Linked DNA regions of Mus musculus: region 2 is linked to region 1. A link is a contact called in public Hi-C data. All regions are on one chromosome and are shown on one strand. Each heading gives the region's core, a stretch centred on a gene start, on an enhancer-like site or on the middle of the called end of the contact. The rest is flanking DNA. Distances are from core to core; before and after follow the strand shown.

What was found. A called contact is a pair of places that touch in the nucleus more often than the background predicts.
Region 2: a Hi-C map of bone marrow-derived macrophages shows a contact between it and region 1, with 20 read pairs. The contact joins two enhancer-like sites. A contact is called at or near these places in 1 of 15 datasets of contacts at CTCF or cohesin (the NIH/3T3 cell line), 2 of 484 Hi-C or Micro-C datasets (the P5424 cell line and bone marrow-derived macrophages), 3 of 115 datasets of contacts at active chromatin or transcription factors (the NIH/3T3 cell line, embryonic basal ganglia and vascular smooth muscle cells) and 1 of 9 other capture datasets (embryonic stem cells).

What each region holds. Positions count from the first base shown.
Region 1 is chr14:78,676,590-78,679,470 of GRCm38.p6, forward strand. The region is part of intron 2 of Dgkh (diacylglycerol kinase, eta); the gene reads right to left. Among named protein-coding and RNA genes, the nearest start is that of Gm30716, 27 kb to the left of the region's middle. Within about 2 kb of position 1,457, at least 116 of the 459 cell types and tissues checked have an H3K27ac peak or open chromatin away from gene starts, as enhancers often do. A contact at or near this core is called in bone marrow-derived macrophages, where this site is marked.
Region 2 is chr14:79,078,053-79,080,983 of GRCm38.p6, forward strand. The region is part of intron 26 of Vwa8 (von Willebrand factor A domain containing 8); the gene reads left to right. Among named protein-coding and RNA genes, the nearest start is that of Gm30970, 56 kb to the right of the region's middle. Within about 2 kb of position 1,414, at least 2 of the 459 cell types and tissues checked have an H3K27ac peak or open chromatin away from gene starts, as enhancers often do. A contact at or near this core is called in bone marrow-derived macrophages, where this site is marked.

The DNA of each region.
Region 1 (2,881 bases), core at 207-2,706:
CTTACAAGTGGTGAAGCAGATACAAGAATGAGGACTGACTTAGTGCAGCCACACAGTGGCAGTGTGGACAGCTGAAAGCCAGCCCACTAGAACAGACGATCCCCGAAGGACTCAATACCTCACAGCACCAGGTACCTCTCGTGCCGGAGCAAGGAACTAGGTGAAAGTCTGATTTAGGGGATAGGGGAGTTTTGGGATAGCATTTGAAATGTAAATGAAGAAAATATCTAATAATATATATATATACATATATGTATATGTATATATATAAAGAAAGAACGAACCTCTGTCTTCCTCCTCCCTCACCAGCACCCGCCCTCCCCACTCCTCTTTTCTTCAGCTCTGCTTTGCCCCAAATGTCTGTCTCCCACAGCAGAACAAGGCTGGGGGCTTATTCTGGAGAGAGCTGAATGGAGAGAGTCTAGAATAAAAGACTCAGAAGTAACTAGAGGCAGAGGAGTAGTGCTGTGTAAGTGTGAATAAGCCAGTACCCTGGACTTGCTATATAACAAACCTTCAAGATGACGGTAGCCAGGATTGCAATTTGCTATTGGAAAGCCCTTTGGGACCTGACAAAGCCAAGGGCGGAGATGTCAGGGGTTGTCAAGGAAAAGCCTAGTCAGGTTATAGAATGAAACACCTGCACCTCAAACAGCTTCAGAGGTCCAGCTTCAGGGGTGGTGGTTCTACAAGTAAGTGTGTGTGTGTGTGTGTGTGTGTGTGTGTGTGTGTAGGTCCAGCTTCAGGGGTGGTGGTTCTACAAGTAAGTGTGTGTGTGTGTGTGTGTGTGTGTGTGTGTGTGGTGTGTTTAGTGTGTCTGTCTGTGTTTACTTCTCTATGCGTCTGTGTGTGTGTCTGTGTTTATTTCTCTATGCGTCTGTGTGTGTGTCTGTGTGTGTAGTGTGTATGTGTCTGTGTGTTTCTGTGTGTAGCATGTGTGTCTGTGTGTGAAGTGTGTGTCTCTCTGTGTGTGTATAATGTGTGTGTGTAGTGTGTCTGTAGTGTGTGTGTCTGTGTGTATGTCTCTGTGTGTGTAGTGTGTGTATAGTGTGTAGTGTCTGTGTGTGTGTGTGGGTGTGTGTCTGTGGGTTCCATATCCATTGAGTCAACTGACCACAAGTTGAAAATACTCTGGGGGGGAAAAAAAGCATTTTTAACTGAACTTAAAATGGCCACTCTTTTGTCACTGTTCCCTAAACAGCCACTACTCACATACCATTCATTAACACCCCGTGATAGATATGAGTAATGAAGAGATGGTCAAAAGCTCATAAAAGGGAGTGCCTGGGTTAACATTCTATAACATTCACATTTTATAACATACATTTGATCTTCTGCAGACCACTTTTTTTTTCCTTTGCATCCTTTAGGGAGCATTAAAACCAAGCCCACATAGATGCTGAAGTATGATAACCATCGCAGGAAGCCCTGTGTGCACACACACAAATGTTTGTATATTTACCCAAAGGGAAGTGAAAATACAATAGAAAGGTTGCAAAATAAAGTCAAGAACTCTCCTAGGAAGCACAATGAAAAGGGAAACATGCTAGAAAATGGGGAGTTGGGGAGAGACTGGGAAGGAACACGCAATGACAAATCCAGGAGGGCCAACGTCCAAACAATGGTAATACCACACAGAATAAGGAGAACAAACAGAAGGAAGAAATAACTCAAGATGATTTCCCAGAACTGAGCCCTGAATGGGGAGAAGCCCACACAGTGGATGAAAATAAACCCACACTGTGAATTCTGCTGTGAAGTTACAGATCCCTGAGGAGCAGAGAAGATCCTGAACGCTTCCAGAGAGGAGGATGGGGGAGGCGCTCCGTGGCTTCACACAGCCAGCCTGCACTGGCTTTCTCCGTGCTGGGAGCTAGACAGCAGCAGAGAGTGGCTTCAGGGTTGCTACAGTGCTCTGAGCAGAGGCAGCTTCCCACTGAGCAGGGTTTTGTTTGTTTGTTTTCCTTGTCTAACAGCATGCTTTCCACTTCCTGCTTTCTTCTCCTTCTTTACTGGCATGCATCCTGACGACAAGTTCTTTCAAGCTTAAACCCATTTGAGAGAAAAGTCAGTGTAAGAGGAAATGTTATCTTCAAACATGGAAGCCCACAGTACACGGCTCCCTCTTACCAGAGGCTCAAGCCATTGAGCCTCAGTAGGTTTGGCATTCTTCCTTTCCCAGATAATTCCTTCAACTCCATCTCCAATAGGCTCCCACCTTAAAAATCCTATTAGGAACATCCTCTCCCAGGAAGACAGCAAGCTTGTCCAGTGTGTAAATCCCACAGAGCCTTGAAGGCTATGCAGTACATTGTATCTCTATAACCGAGAAGAGAAAGAGCTGGCAGGACCGGAGAGACCGAGCAGTTCACTTCATCAATAAGATACATATTAGTTACTTTCTAATGCTGTGATCAAACACCTGATAAGAAACAGCATAGGCTGGGAAATGGTTTTTTTTAGCTCACAGATTAAGCAATACATCCATCCTAGCAAGGAAGGCGGGTGTGGAAGCTTGACATACTGGCCACACAGCCCGGACAGTCAGGAAGCAGAAAGGAGACAGGAAGTAGAGCCAGGCTATGAGTCCTCAAGGCCCACCACAGAGACCTACTTCCTCCAGAGTAGCCCCACCTCCTCAGGTTCCACCACCTTCCCCTCCAATGACACCAGGTGAAAACCCAGTAACCAAATGTGAGAACCTGAGGGGAACGTTCCATATTCAAACCACAGCAGGATCTGAAGAGACTCTGACTTCTGAAAAAAAGGTTTACTTGTGATCTCAAAGTGCCAAGTTTACGCAAATAGAAACTTAACTACTCACAAAACCAGAAAATCCTATTATGAAAAAAGCAAAACACAGAAATAAACGTAATTTCAA
Region 2 (2,931 bases), core at 164-2,663, 400 kb after region 1:
TTTTATTAAGCAGTTCAATAGCTGTAACTAGATCAAGAAGTGAAAACTTTGACCTCAAACAAATGGGATTATTTAGAGCCTCTTTATTCTTTAAGAAAGCATGCCTATTGACCAAGGAGCCCATCTGATTGATAGGTACAGATATTATTATTCTGATTGATCAATTTCAGTCAAGAGCACCAAAGTAATACAAGCCCTTTACACTGTTCTGTTACTTCTGGCTCTGGCTTCCATGGTTATCAGAGACTCTCCAAGCCATTAGACCTTAAGATCAGTCCTTTCTTTAGAAGTGAAAACATTAATACTGAGATATTAGCTGGCACTCATTACAATTTTGCATAGGTAGTTAGCAAAGAACCAGGACCAAGTCCCAGATACCTTTACATTCACCAATACTATGCTAAGAAAGAAATTAATGAATCTCCTTGTGTTTCTCCTTCCGTATTTGGAGAACAGTAAACTTGGGAGAACAATTGAAGGATACAGTTTGTTCCCCAAACTAGAAGAGCAAGGAAGAGCCTACTCTAGGAGATCTGCCCTGTTCATGTAGAAACACTTTTTATTACTTTATTTAAAAGAACACATCGGGCTAGTGAGATGGCTCAGTAGGTAAGAGCACCCGACTGCTCTTCTGAAGGTCCAGAGTTCAAATCCCAGCAACCACATGGTGGCTTACAACCATCCATAATGAGATCTGACTCCATCTTCTGGAGTGTCTGAAGACAGCTACACTTACATATAATAAATAAATAAATCTTTTTTTAAAAAAAGAATCATGTTGTCCACCATTAAAAAAATAATAATAAAAGAACACATCATAGTCTTCTAGTTCAGCATGGACCCAGCCACCTCCCACTCTCAATCAAGGTCATGGCCTGGGTACTTAAATGTATTTTATTAATTTGTTCAGATTTATCTGAATATTCTTATTGATTTATATGAGGAGGCAGTGGCCATGGAGATCAGAAAGGGGGGCATTGTATCCCCTAGAGCTGAAGTTGGAGGTGATTGCAAAGGAGGTGGGAATCTAACTCTGGTCCTTTGTAAGAACAGCATGCGCTCTTAACTTCTGTGTATCTCAGTTCCCTAAAATATATTTTAGAAAACATATTCCAATGTGCCTTTTTAAGCAAGATATGACACAGGGTCATATGCCTTGGAAGACACTCATTATAAGGTCCCTTTCTTCCTCCCAAGTTTCACCAGGTCAAAAAGTGTACTCAGCCAGAGCATTTAGTTCCTTATTGCAAAGAGTGATCAAAGCTTTATAGTTTTCCTAAGCTTATGGAAATGCATATCAGACTATAACTTTGCTGAAAACAAAATAACTTGGAAGTACAAATATGTACTGTGTGAATGATCACCATACTCAGTGTAAACATATTTTGATTTTTTTGGCCACATAGAGAACTTTGAACTCTGAGTCTTGTTGTTGTACCATGTGATGAATATGAAATATAGTTAAATGAAAATGACAGATCCTTGGTCCCACTTGGTAAAGATTCAAGTGGAAAGTTTTATGACTAGGAAGTAGAAGTTTTAGTCTCAGGTTTGCCTGACATTTTATTCTTTATTGCTGCCATATTTGCTTTAGTATAGGAATTGCTTCACTTAAAAACTGCTTAAGCAGCCGGGCAGTGGTGGTGCACGCTTATTAATCCCAGCACTCGGGAGGCAGAGGCAGGCGGATTTCTGAGTTTGACACCAGCCTGGTCTACAAAGTGAGTTCCAGGACAGCCAGGGCTACACAGAGAAACCCTGTCTCAAAAAAACAAAAACAAAGAAAAATGCTTAAGCCAGATGCTGTATTGCATGCCTGTAAGTCTAGCACTTGGGAGGCAGAGGTAGAAGGAATGCCACAAGTTAGGGGCAAGCCTGGTTTTACATAGTGTCTTCTAGGCCAACCAGGGCTATACATAAGATCCTGTCTCAAAAAAAGAAATGAAAATTGATCTAGCAGGGCAGAGTGTCACATGGCTATGGTGTTAACACTTGGAAGACTGAGGGAGCCATTTCAAGGCCAAGCTAATCTACATAGTGACATCCCGTCTCAAAACAAACAAAAAAATGTGTTTCTTTAAATAAATCAAATAGGAAGCAATTCTGTCAGCAGTCAGGGTAGTAGCTTCCTAGTTAGCAGTGAAATGTGGTCTCCAGGGGGTTCTGGATCCTGGTCTTAATTCCTGGTTACATGGGTATCTTTAGCACTAGGTAACACATTTATGTGAGTATGTCTGTATATATTTTACATATTAATCGCCAAAGTACAGCCTGTGAGCTTTGTTCTCTATGACCTTCCAACAAAGGTCTAAAACTAATGTACCTTGGTTACTACTTGATCAAAATGTAAAAGAACAGGTTGAAAATGAAAATGAATTGCTCCAGTTTCCTTTAAGCCTTCCTATACTCTACCAGGAATCCGCATGTAAAGTTACTACACATTGTATCGACTCCAGTGGAAAATGTTTCACCTTAAGAATAGTCACCATTAAGGTGAACTGGGACAGGGTCTTACTTTCAGAGTGTCTAAAGTGCAGTGTCTTTCATCCTAATGTACATTCTAAACACGATGTTATAGACTGCATTCTAAGTGACTTATGGAGCCATACAAAGCATTCTTCCTGTGCATTGTGCTCCTGGTGATAGCTGGCAGAATGTGTTTCCTGCTGGCTGCTTTTATGCCAACTTGATGCAAGCTATAAAGTCATCTGAGAGGAGGGGACCTCAGTTGAGAAATGGCCTCCATAAGTTCAAGCTGTAGGCAAGCCTGTAAGGCATTAAAATTAGACATTAATGGGAAAGGGCCCAGAACATTGTGAGTGAGGCCATCCTTTGATGGCTGATCCTGGCAGTACCCTTCCATGGCCTCTGTATCAACTCCTGCCTTCAGATTCCTGTCCTGTTTGAGTTCCCTTCCCAACATCCTTTGAT